Linked DNA regions of Mus musculus: region 1 is linked to region 2. The links are chromatin contacts, called in public HiChIP or PLAC-seq maps. All regions are on one chromosome and are shown on one strand. Each heading gives the region's core, a stretch centred on a gene start, on an enhancer-like site or on the middle of the called end of the contact. The rest is flanking DNA. Distances are from core to core; before and after follow the strand shown.

Evidence for each region. HiChIP or PLAC-seq counts read pairs in DNA pulled down with a chosen protein or histone mark.
Region 1: a contact with region 2 is called in an H3K4me3 HiChIP or PLAC-seq map of embryonic forebrain, with 2.6 times the contacts expected there. The contact joins the promoter of Ccdc93 here to the promoter of 2610027F03Rik in region 2. A contact is called at or near these places in 1 of 39 promoter capture datasets (hippocampal neurons), 2 of 115 datasets of contacts at active chromatin or transcription factors (astrocytes and embryonic forebrain) and 1 of 9 other capture datasets (embryonic stem cells).

The regions. Positions count from the first base shown.
Region 1 is chr1:121,427,333-121,433,902 of GRCm38.p6, forward strand. It overlaps Ccdc93 (coiled-coil domain containing 93), which reads left to right and starts at 3,735. Exons shown (of 24, transcript NM_001025156.2): 1 at 3,735-3,925. The coding sequence starts at 3,884. It overlaps Gm35243 (a long non-coding RNA gene), which reads right to left and starts at 3,736. Exons shown (of 2, transcript XR_387343.4): 1 at 3,615-3,736; 2 at 276-2,897.
Region 2 is chr1:120,683,776-120,690,539 of GRCm38.p6, forward strand. It overlaps 2610027F03Rik (a long non-coding RNA gene), which reads left to right and starts at 1,640. Exons shown (of 3, transcript XR_001779385.1): 1 at 1,640-4,999; 2 at 5,268-5,422.

The DNA of each region.
Region 1 (6,570 bases), core at 2,485-4,984, 750 kb after region 2:
GTGGAGGGGGAGGAGAAAGTGAAGGAGGAGGAGGGGAAGGAGGAGGAGACTGCAGCCTGGAGGCTTGGAGGCCTGGAGAGATGGCTTAGTGCTTAAGAGCACTTGCTGTTCTTCCAGATGACTTATTCTGTTTCCAGAACCCATGTTAGGAGGCTCATAATTGCTTGGAAGTCCTCTTCTGGCCTTCATATACACCCGCACACATGGGGTACACACACACACACACACACACACAGTCCCAGTTTTTTGTGGTAAACACCATAACCAAAATCAACTTGGGAAGGAAAGGGTTTATTTCATTTTACAACTTATAGCCTATCATGAAAGAAAGTTAGGGCAGGAACTCAAGGCAGAACACACTGTCCAGGAGAGTCAAATAATACAGTTAGCTACTCTTGTTTATTTAAAACATTGGAAAGGGTGGCTAGAAAACTGGCTCTTGGTAGTTGTCAGATCACAAACACTTGTAACTCTAGCTCCAAAGGTTTTGATCCCTTCTTCTGGACTCCAAAAACAACTACACTCATGTACTCGAATCCACACAGAGATACATAACACATTTTGTTTTTTATCTAAAACATTGTGAAGGCATTTATAACGGGGAACCGAGGTCTCGACACCTTTGACGTGGGCTACTCTACAACCGGGTATTTAAATTCACCTGTCCTGAGGCAGCGGTCCATGTTTGACCCCACATGGCTACAATTTTCAGTATATATCAAGTCAGCGATGGAAAGTTTTAGGGTTATAAAAATGAGGTCGTTGGAGAGTTATGGATGGGCCCTTTAGACATGAGTTTTACTGTGTGAGAGCAAGAGCTCTAACCCAGGGGGAGAGCTCTCTTCTCAGCACCTCACTTTGTTCTCCCGTTATGTGGGGGCTCAAGAAACTTTCTCTTCCTTTGGTTCACCTTGGAGCTCACTGCTCATCCCAGACTGGTTGGTTAGAAAGGCCGAGGGGTCGGCCTGTCTCTGCCTCCCCAACAGAGGAATACAAGCACACCTCCACCGCTCCTGGAATTTTCCACTGGGTTCTGAGGATCATCCTCAGATCTGAATGCTTGCAAAACAATCACTTTATAGCCTGGGTTCAGCCTTTAGTCAGGGCAGGAAGTTCTTAAGACTCTTCCTACCACTTGTGTGCTCTGCGTCCAGAGAAGCCATTGTTCTGTTTGGATAAACCCCAAAGTACAAAATACAAAGTTCTCCACGGACAAACATTTACTTCGTATTTAAGTTTTTGAAGACTTCAGGTATAGGAGCTGTACCAGTCAGGGCTCCCTAGAGTAACAGAACTTATAGAACTAATCTCTGTGGAGAGTCATTGGATCTATTGGAATGACTTACAGGCTGCAGTCTAGCTAATCCAACAACCGCTGGCTGTGAACAGAAAGTTCAAGAATTCAGAAGTTGCTCGGTTCCACAAGGCTGGATGTCTCGGCTGGTCTTCAGTTTACATGTTGTCCCAGAGTAGGTTCTAATGACAGTGAAGAAATGGATGTGCTAGCATGGTGAGAGAACAGTCAGGCAAAAAAACCAGAAACCTTTCTTCTATGTCTTTATATAGACTTCCAGCAACAGGCGTGGCCCATACTAAAGGTGTGTCTTCCTGCCTCAAGATCCAGGTCAAAGGCTGTGTCTTCCTGTCTCAAAGGTCTGGACCGGAACTGGATTCACCCACTTCAGACCAAGCAGAAAAATCTCTCCCAGGTGTGTTCTCTACTTCTGGATTGTAGTTCATTTCAGACTGTGGTGGTTTGAATAGGAATGGCCTTCATAGATTCATTTCTTTGAATGCTTGACTATAAGGAGTGGCAAGATTAGGTGTGGCCTTATTGCCATAGGTGTGGACTTGGTGGAGGAAATGTGTGTGACATGGTAGAAGCAGGCTTTGAGGTCTCCTATGCTCAAATTACATGAAGTGTGGCACACAGTCTTCTGCTGCCTACAAATCAAGATGTAGAACTCTTGGCTCCTCTGGGACCAAGTCTGCCTGCATACTTCCATGCTTCTTGCCATGATGATAGTGGACTAAACCCCTGAAACTGTAAGCCAGCCCCAATGAAATGCTTTCCTTTATAAGAGTTACCCTAGAGGCCGGGCGTGGTGGCACACGCCTTTAATCCCAAAGCTTGGAGGCAGAGGCAGGCAGATTTCTGAGTTCAAGGCCAGCCTGGTCTACAGAGTGAGTTCTGGGACAGCCAGGGCTATACAGAGACCCACCCCCCAAAAAAAAAAGAGTTGCCCTAGTCATGGTCCCAAGAATTGCTATCATAGAAGCTGGAGAGATGGCTTGGTAGTTAAGAGCTCTTACTGCTCTTACAGAGGACCTAGGTTTGATTCCCAGTGGCTATGAGATAGCTCATAATTTTCTGTAATTCAGGTACCAGGGGAACCTCATACCCTCGAATTTCTTTGAGCCAGAGGCATGCACATGGTATGTAGGCATACATACAGGCACAACAGTCATACACCTAAAATAAAATAATAAATCTAAGAAAAAACAATCAAAAGTTATCAGAGATATTAAGAGGAAGAAAGGAAGCAAACACAAAACCTCTTTAATGGCAAGAAGCATATGTTTTTCCAGTTTTCCACCCGTCCTTCAGTAAAGATCTCTCCTACAGCAGAAGACTTCATGTCACTTCTGCCTCCATCTCTTACAAAATGAAAATAGGCTGGTAAGCTGTTCTGCAGCAGGTGCTGGGCTGGCAGGAAAAAGACAACCCTTTTGTATAGCTGCCATCCTCTGGGACAGACAAGGGGCACATTGCATAAGTGGTACAGCAGCTAATCGTATGTGATCACCGGACTCTGCATTTTACAAAACATGTCCCCAGAAAGATGCAGGGTGTCAGGATGAGATGGGTGAGGATTATTTTCCAAAACAAAATTTTCCTGGAAATAAAATGCAGAGACTAGGAAGGAACAAATGTAATGATCTCTTTTTGAGTTCTCTGTCCCCAGGTCCACATGTTAATAGCTGGCACAAGAGTGTGTTAAACATGGCTGGAACTGGGTCTTAGCTGGGACTGACTCAGGAGCTGGGAGCTGTCCAAGCCAGGCTTGGAAAGAACCAAACTCAGAATCTGATACCCAGGGAAAGGAAAGGGAGCCAGAAGGCAAGAGATCCTCACGACACAGGGAAATAGCTTTTAAGAAGCTCCGTGAAGGCCAAGAAACTAGAAAGTGGGAATAGTTAAAAGAACTCTGGTGATATAACAGTTGAAGGGAGAAATACTAGAGGTAGAAGGATTTAAGAAGGGAAGGGACCGGCAAGGAGATGGTAGAGAAAAGAGGGTGGGTGTTCAAGTAAAACTAAGGATATATGAAAATGCCATAAGGAAACGTGCTACTTTGTAAACGAAAAAAAAAAAAAAAAAAAAAAAAAGGAACTGATCATGGTGGCGCATTCCTATAAACTATAGGGGAACAAAGTCATCCTTAGGAAGTGCTAAGCCAGGCTGGCTAAGACACTGTCTCAAGGAACAAAAAAAAAAGAAAAAAAGAGGAACAATAAGAAAGCATTTTAAGAAAACTTAGGAAAGAAAGGAAAAAGTAGGAAAAGAAAAAAGAAAAAGAAAGAGAAACATTTTTAAAAGAAAGAAAAAGTACCTTAGGAGGAATCTTGAGTTCAGCACCTCCTCTGAGGGGAGGATCGGTTACTCGGGATCCAGCCCCGCCCAGCAGTGCTGGCTGTCCTTGCGCAGGCGCAGTGGTTCCTCGCTTCAGCACTAGTGCGCATGCTCCGCGGGGCCACGGTTCTCCGACCTGCTGTGGTAGTGTCAGCTCCTGTGAAGGAAGTTTCCGCTTTGCACCCCACCCGGATCACAGTTCGGTTGTAGGGCCCGCTCTCTCCGGCTCCACATCAGCGCATCTGGATCATGGGGTTACCCAAGGGGCCAGAGGGCCAGGGACTCCCGGAGGTGAGGACCTCTGTCCCTGACACCCTGGGGTTGCTGGGGAGAGAGGGCCGAGCCCAGGGCGGCGGGCAGGGACCAGCCTGGGGTGGCGGGGACACTGTCTATGGTTGCTCAGGTGTGTCTGTCCCAAGGCGGGCCCTAGGTACCCTGGAGGGGCAGCTGACTGGTCCCCCGGCGTGCCAGGGTGCATCGTGTCGCTGGGTGCAAACTTAAGGGTTCCTGGGTCCTCTGGGGACAGAGGAAACATCCAGATCCCGGCCCAGATGCAACCTCACACATCACGAGGTCCCCGGGAATTCCTATCTCGGGTTGTCTGGAGGCCCCTCACATTGCGAGACTGGCTTCCCCCGGGCCAAGGCTGCTGCGCTTAGGAGTCTCAGCAGTCACGAGATGAGCGGTGGGACTGTCCTGCTCCCGGTGTGCAGGGGGCGGTGACCTTGGGACACACACCTTCTGCGGGACCCATGTGGCCAGCCTTTCATTCCCTTTTGTCAGGAAGGCACGCTACCTACCCGGCTTGTAGCCTCCTGCCCCTCCCCCCGTCCCACGGGCCGGGGAGGGTGAAGGAAGTTTGGAAGCTCTGCGCACATCAGGGTGATGACAGAGTTGAGGACACTCTCTCCTGTGGTGCCTGTGTCGGGACAGGAACATGCTGCGTGTTCTAAGGAGGGAGGACCTTTTCAGAAATGGTTTAGTCGAGTACTCAGCCAGTACTCATTCGATCCTATGAACAGGACTACCACGTAGGCTGGGAAGAAAAGTGCAACCACTCTCTAACGGTGGGCTACCGTTAGAGCTTGGCTGTGGGATTTCCAGTTGTCCTCCTAGTTGCTTTACTCAAAGCTCTGAGCTTAGAGAAGAGTCCCAGTTTCCAGAGAGAATTAGGGAACACCTCTAAGGCACCTGGATCTCTTTCTAAGGCTGGAAGGCAGGCTTTGGCAGAGGTGTGGTGTGCCTATTTGACACTGTGCCTAGTGCCCGTTCTTATTCAGCTGCGCCGATCTTGCTTCCCCGTGCCCCTCACAAATCCTTCTGTTACATCTTCATCCTACTCATTACAGAGTCGAAGTGTTCTGTGTCCAGGTGATGAAGGGTGGGTATGTGTGGCCCTGGGTTAGGTAAAGTTTCATGGGGTCTGGGTTGTAATAGTTCAGATTTTCTTTGCCATGTAAAAATCTCTGTCTGTCTGTCTCTCTCTCTCTGTCTGTCTCTCTCTGTATGATGAAGTGCATATGTGAGCATGTGTGGAGGTCAGAATAGAGCCTCCCATGTCACCCTCATGAATGCTGAAAACCTCCTTTGAGACAAGTACTCATTGGCCTGGCACTTCCCAATAGGCTAGATTGGTTGGCCAGTGAGACCCAGGGATCTTTCTGTCCCTGGGATTACAAGTGCACAGTACCATGGCTGGTGTGTTTATATGGGTCCTGGAGATTGAACTCTGATCCTCATGTCGTGAGGCAAGCGCTGGGCTATTGTTGCAGCTTTAAGGCTTTTCTTGGCCGTCTGCTATGGAGTCCTGTGTAGGGCTTCCAGTTCTACCCTAGTTCCTTCAAACTAGTGGAAGTTTTTCTAAAAGTAATAAACACACCACTTTCATGAGTAGGTGTGACTCCTCATAGATAGCCAGGAGGCTGGGTCTGATTTGTTACTCTTTTCTAGCTTGTTCTACATCGTGAGTTCTGGAGCAGCTGTGGGTAGGGAGATGAGAGGGGTGGGCATACATAGTGAGATCCTGTCTCAAAAAAGAAAAAGCAAAACACAGAAAGACCAAAATGACTGTTATAGTGTGCACACAGATATAGACTTAAAAAAAAGATATAAAGGCTAAAAGCTAGCATGAGTATAAAGTTGAAAAGCTCCAAATACCGAGGGTTTAGGGCAGAGTGCTTACATATGTGCCTGAGCTCTGGGTTCTGTCCCCAGCACAGTGAACAGTGAGGGTGGGGTGCCTGTAATCTCAGCACTGGGGAGGCAAGAGAACTAGGAATGCAAGGTCACTGTCCACATAGAGGAATGGAGAAGGCCAACCCTGGGCCACAGGAGACCCTTTCTTAAAAGACAAAACAAAATTGCTGTCACCTGGCTCTCACTAATCCAGTTAACTCCTGCTGGTCAGGTTTTGAATCCCTTTGTGTGTATATGAAAGAAAGCAATAGCTAGACCCTTCCAGCTTCTGAGAGCTACAGTGCAGGGCAGATGGGAGCTTCTCTGGCCTTGTTTAAGAGCTCTCTGCGATCCATCTCTATCAGTCTCTGGTTATGAATTTATTTCCCTTTACTTACGTATATGTCCATGTGTCTGTATGTGCGAGTGAATCTGAGTACCTGTGAAGTCCTGACGAGCGTGGCAGATACCAGAGATGAGTAAAGGTGGTGGTGAGATGCTTAGTGTGGGCTTGGGGAACTGAACCTGGGTCCCCTAGAAGAACGGTATGTGCCCTGAACCACTAAACCGTCGTCTCTGGCCTCCAGTGTCCTACGTTAGTAACTGGAGGTATTATCCAGTGTGCTGGGGTTTTATGGTTTCAAGAAGGATGGTTTTTTGTTCTCTGCATATCAGCACATGACCACTTTCCATTCTGTGTAAGCGCGTTAATGTGTAAAGTGAATTTGGAATCAAACATCCCCATTCAGTGTCTTAGGCCA
Region 2 (6,764 bases), core at 390-2,889:
GTTTTTCTTGCTGTGTAGTGCAGGCTGAGCTTGAACTCCCAGAGATCTGACTGCCTCTGTCTTCCGAGTGCCGGGATTAAAAGAGAGTTACTTTACCCCCACACGTGGCTTATTTTCTCAGCTTTTAGGAGTGACTAAGAGCTGGGGAAATGGCTCAGTCAGTAAGGTGCTTGCTGTGCAAGGGTGAGGACCTAAGTTCATTCCTCAGGACCTACCTGAAAAATAAACAAGCAAGCAAACGAGCAGCAAGGAGTGACGCAGCAGGCTCGTGATTCAGAGTTTGAAGAGATAGAGAAAGGTGGATTCCCTGGGGAATGGCCACCAGTGTAGCAAAAATGAGAAGTTCCAAGACAGTGAGAAATCACATCTCAGAAAGGAAGATGGATAGGTTCAGAGAAAGGACATCTGCAGTTGACCTTTAGCCTTCAAGTTTACATGCGCACCCACACACACATATACACACACACAAAACACACACACACACACACACACACACACACACACACACACACACACAGAGTGCGATTAACAGGGTCTTCTTCTCCTGTTTCCTTCAGGGGTAAAATTTCTTTTATCTCATCAAAATATAGCCCTGACATGGGCATGCTTGGTTAAATTTGTAATGTTGCCCGAAATGTCTCTCCACTTACTTGGCAAATTTGATGGGAAGGATGCTGGGACACATGACAGGGAGACACTGACAGCTCTCTGCTAATATGAACGGGACCAGTTTAGCACCTCTTTTCTTTCCCATGGTAGGCAAAGCCTCATGCTTAACTCAGACCCAAGTGGATTGCCCCACACAGCCGGAACCCTGAGGCGCCAGCCTGCCATTAAGAAGCAGAGTGTAGGTATGCAGTTCAGTGGTTGAGCAACGGTTTAGCATGCACTGGGTCCTGGATCAGATCTCCAATCCCCAAACCAAACCAACCAAACAAACCCATGAGTTCTAATGGCATCTTCATATTTCATTTCAGAGACAAAGGATTAGAAATGTTTAAAAACTGTAGCTCAGGGGACCTGGTGAGATAGTTCAGCAGCTAAGAAGACCCAAGTTCAGTTTCCAGCACCAATACTGGATGGCTTGCAACTGCCTGAAACACCAGCTCCAGTTGGCAGCTTCTTTGGGTCTCCGACGGCATCTACACTCACTTACATGCACATCTACATATTATTTAAAAATAAAACCTATTTTAAAAAACTAAGAATTATGGCTCAAGACAGATATGAACCTTTAATGCAGGTCCAGCCAGGAGTTTAGTGGAAGAAATCAAAGAAGAGAATTCACCAAGAATTCAGTTAGAAAGTCACACCATCTTCTTGTCAATTGTGATAATAAAATCAATACTGCTGAAGATAATGAGAATTTCGAGGGTTATTAATCAGTAAAAATATTTTCAATGGGTAAAGTCTTATCCACCTCAGGTACATGTTTTACCACTGGGAAGATGTGTGCATCTACATGAAGGTCAGATGGCAACTTTGGGTACTGATTCTTCAGGAACAGTCTACCGTTTTTGTATATATTTTTTAAGGCAGAGTATCTCACTGGCCTGGAGTTCATCAGGTAGACTAGGCTGGCTGGCTAGAAAGCCTCCCACGTCCCTCCCCCCCCCCCACCCCCAGGGATCCACCTGCCTTCATCTCCCATGTGCTGAGATTTCAAGCGTCTAGGACCATGTCCAGTCTTTATACACAAGTTCTGTGGGTAGAACTCAAGTCTTCATGTTTGCTTGACAAGAACTGTATTGATTATGTCAGCTCCTCAACCCTTTAATCAGTTTTATTAAGTATTTGTTTTACCATCCCCACTAGGGGATGGTAAAATTGTCTGAGGGGCCTTTGAGTTCTATGAACAGTTTTTTGATCAACAGCTGCTTGTAGCAAAAATCTTTCAGAGTTAGTGTAAAATCTCTGTCCTCACTGTTGGCTTAGTTCATCCATAATGACGCTCTGGCCATTAAAAACATCATTTAAATTAATTTCCTGGCCAATAGAATGGGAGTCCCTGGAATTTGAGCTATGTATGTTGCCTGGACCACGTTAGGGCTGAGGCAACTGGACCAGGCATGGCCTAGGGTACAAAGAGGTGGTGATTAATTTAGGGGTCAAGTGTTTAAACATCTGTCGCCTGTAGACTGCTTGCTTCAGTTCAGACACCTCTGCTTTGGAAGAAGGAGCCGGGAGGCCCCCTGCTGCCCTTATTTCCAGCCCAGTTGCCTGGTGCTCTGTCCCTCAGCTTCTCTGAGATACCAGCCCTAGGGAGACTGTGCACTGCAGTTTGTACCACCCTGTGGTGACTTTATGCTATGACATATGCTCCCTCCACTAGCCTTTCTATTATATGAGTGTCATCCCTCTCTACTGCTTGTTCCAAGGGCCATGATTTAGCTTCTTTCCTATCTCTAGACACTTTGGAGGGGCTCAGCCAATCCCGAGGTGGGTTTCCATGTCTTTAAGGACCCGAGAATCACCTGTGCCGGACTTTCACTGTCACCATGGTTTCTGCAAAGCTGATTAGTAAGGAATTAACCAGCACCAGACCAACCCAGAATGGGGGACTTCAGACGTGGCTCAGACGTAAGACCACTGGCTGTGTGAGAGTGAGGACCTGTGTTCCCATCCCCAGCATGTATGTAAAGAGCCGAGTGAGGCTGTGTAGGTGCCTGTAACCTTGGTTTTGTGCTGAATGGAGGTATGAGGATCACTGGGGCCGGCTGCCAGCTTAGCTCCTGGATCTGTGAGATATTCTGGTTCAGGGTCATAGAACAGGATCTGTAGTTGTCCCTTCTGGCCTCTGCATTCATATACCTGCATACACAGGAACTAGACATACATACTCCACATAGATAGAGCACATACACACTAATAAAATAAGCAAACTCCTCAAAACCCAGAGCACGCTCTAGCCTAAGCTCAGGGCAGCACCCCAAGTTCAACACCCACAAGAGGCTGGTGCTGAGAAAGGAAAGTGGATGGCCTCTGATGCCCACAGAAGTGTTTGCTTTTTCTCTCGCTCCACAGATCTCTCAAATGTTCTTTTTCCACACTGTACCCCCACCCCCAATTTTATACATAGCAGATGGTGTTCAAACAAGTCAAGGAGCAGAAGCTGCAAAAGGCTTAAAAGAAAAAAAAAAGACAGTGAAACTCATATATTTCTTCAAACGATAAGATGAACTACAGATGTTTGAGGACTGGAGATGGTGCCGCCTGCGACTGCAGCCCCACTTAAAAGAAGAGTCCCTTATGTTTAACGTTGGACAAGCCCGGTAGCTGTCACGGCATGATTTACGGAGGTTGTTTGTGAGATTTTATGTTACTGGGGACCTGGCAATGAAAACCTCATTCCTTCTGCCCATAGGCATTATCTCCTGGAGTCCATGGTGGACTCGTGGGGGTGAACTTGGCGCTTTACAGCCAGTCTGTGGTCCTCTGGCTTCCTGCGTTCTGACCAATGCTTCCCTTCCACCCTGGATACTAGAACTGACCCCTCTGTGGGGATCTGGGTCCTTGGAAGCGTCCTGTTCCTACCTGATACCTGCAATCAGATTACTCTCAAATTAAGCTTGACAAAGTTGTTAAAGGCGAAACAGTTGTGTGGCAGAATCCAGCTGCATATAGGAAACAGCTGCCTTCAAGGCTTTCTCCCCTTCTTCTTTTTAAGGAAGGAAAGCATCTCCATAGAATGTTTAAAATGTGAACATAAAGGTTATCTTAGAAAGGCCAGCAGAGCCTGTGATCAGAGAGTGCCATGGCTCTAGTAAAAGCTTCTTTTGGGGTGACTTCTTAGTCATAAATATCTATTACCCACTGAAGCCAGGAACCCAAGACCTTCTCCAAATGTAGATTTCATTCCCTGCCTGTGCCTCTATCTATCTTCTACAGTACAGATTCAGGGCAGGAGACTCAGGTCATCTAGCTTGGTGACTAGCAACTTCTGGGCCCCAAGGCTGGTCTTAAGGATTCTGAAAACACTATACCTTTTGGACATCCATGCCTATCCCCAGATACAGCTGTACACTCAGATTTTTAGGCTTCTTAAATCATGTGCACAGAGCCCTTCCTGCAGGTGGCCATGGAATTGGTATGAGTCCAGGCAGAGGCAGCGGGAGGAGCCCCCAGCCTTCTCTGGTCTCTGGAGCTGAAATGTGTGCAGCCTTTGAAGTTACCACAACTCAGGTGCCAGCCTCTCGCAGCAGCCTAAGAGGAGGAAATCTTTGCTTTTTCTAGCAAGGGAGCCAATTCCTAGGGCGCTGGATGTTTCCACTAAGCAAATCCTCAGAAAGCTATTTTCTAGAGGGTGAGGGGTGGGGGAGGGGTGCTGGAGTGCAGCGTGAAGGCAAGTTAGGTAGGAGGCAGCATGCACAGGACACCAAGGACCACAGGAGGAAGCCAGGAAGATAGTAAGGAGCCTTCAAAGTCAATGCTGCTGGCCAGGCTGAGATAGCTCAGCGGATGAAAAGTGCTCAATGCTCAACCCCAAGGACTGGAATTCTATCTTAGAACCTGGAACCGGTGTTTGGCATCCATTATATAAGCCCAGCCTCATAGGGAGGGAAGGTATCAGAAATGTCATGGATATGCAGTGCAGAGGCAGAAATAAAGAGAGACCTGCCTCACTAACATGGCAGAAGGGAAGATGCTACTTCTGAAGAGTCATCCTTTAACCCTCCCCCCCCCCCACACACACAGTGCACATCATGTACCCCTAATCCTCAAAATAAATCAATAAAATAATCTTAAAATTTTCACATCTCTGTGTTCAGAGGCAGGAGGATGGGAGGACTTTCTCAAATCTGATCTGCTTTCATGTTTAACACAGCCTTAACCCTTGGCTCTTCATCTTGACCCTGGGTTTCTGGTGAGAAGGAGCCACAAATCTAAGCCAGGATGATCTCATGGAGTCTTTGTCCTCCCTTCCTCTGTATTCACACAAAAGCCCACTGGGAAGCTCCTACAGCCACGTGATTCCTGCTCAAAGGTTTAGAGTTAAATGGTAAGCACACATTGTATTTTTATTTTATTTATTTATTTATTTATTTATTTATTTATTTATTTATTTATTTGGTTTTTCGAGACAGGGTTTCTCTGTATAGCCCTGGCTGTCCTGGAACTCACTTTGTAGACCAGGCTAGCCTCGAACTCAGAAATCTGCCTGCCTCTGCCTCCCGAGAGCTGGGATTAAAGGCGTGCGCCACCACGCTCAGATGTATTTTTATTTTTATGGTTTCAATTTCTCATGTACCTATTCTTTTTTGAGACAGGGTCTCAGGTAGCCCTGGTAGACTTCGAACTCCCTATGTAGCTGAACTCCAGAGGCTCCTGACTTCACTTCTGAAGTGTCAGGATGTGATGTGTGTGCAGCCACGCTCAGCTTGTGCAGAGCCATGGGTGGAACAGATGGCTTTGTGGATGCTCGGTAAGTACTTTACCATTGAAGCTGCATCTCCAGCTCTCGCCTTATACTGCTTTCCTTGGTATGGGAATTTTCCACTGTCTAAGTGAAAGTGATGGCTGGAGTGGGGAGGGAGGGTAGAGGCCAAACTGCTCTTGTGTCTGTAATTGACCAATAAGGCTATTGCCTCTCTGCTTCCCTCCTTCTTTGCAGGCTTCACTCTCCTCTCAGCCCATTTTCTCATCTTCAAAGACCAGGGGACTTTTTAAGATGATAGAAATGATTAAATGTCACTGGAGACAGTGTACTGGTTCTGTGCCTGCCACCCAGCAGATACTTAATAAACAGTGAGCATCCTGCCACCTGTGGGGAAACCCAGGTGAAAGAAAAGCCAGACTAAGGCTGGTGGGGGACACATGACTAGATTGCAGTACTGCATCATAGCAACCACAACCCGTGGTTCATGCCTATGGGGAATCTCAGTTAGATCTCAGGATCTAGATCAGTGGTTCTCAACCTTCCAATTTCTGGGATTCTTTATTAAAGTTCTTCATATTCTGGTGACCCCCAGCCATAAAAATACTTCTGTTGCTACCTCATAACTGTAATTTTGTTTCTTTTAAAAATAGTAATGTAGATATGTAATGTGCAGGACATCTGATATTCGACCCCCGTGAAAGGATTGTTCAATCCCCAATGAGGTTGAGACCCACAGGTTGAGAACTGCTGATCTAGAACCACCCTTGAGTCAAGCCTCTGGTACACCAGTGAGATATTATCTAGATTAGGTAAACCTCAAGGCTTGCCTATTAAGGATTTTCTTGATCAGGATTAATCAAGGTATTAATTAAAGTGAGAAGCCCCACCCTAAATTTGCATGGCACTTTCCTAGAAGTAGAGTCCCAGTGAAAAGCTTTTGTTTTTTTGCCTTCTAGTCTTTGTCTCTTTCTGGCAAGTGCCTCTGCCACTGCTGCTGCCACTGCGTCTGTTGACACCATCTTTCCTTGACATCAGAATCTGGTTTCTTTGGACTTTTAGCCTGGGCTGAAGAGCCATGACTATCCAAGAATCATCCATGCCCTGGGCATGAGGTTGGGATGGCTGAGGCATGTGGTTTCATGGACTGAGCAGCCCCTACACCTTCACTTTCTACAGTGTGAAGACAGCCATGGTTGGAGTATCTAGCCTTTATTGTGCAAGCTAATTGAATAAAGTTCCGTTTTTATATGCATTCATTTTATTGGTTTGTTCCTCTGGAGAAGCCTGATAGATACACATTCATCTCAGATAGCAGCATCACCCCCAAGGAGCTCCTTCCCACAGCCTGGCTGGGATCTGCCAGAATTTTTCTTCTGTCCGGGTTCCC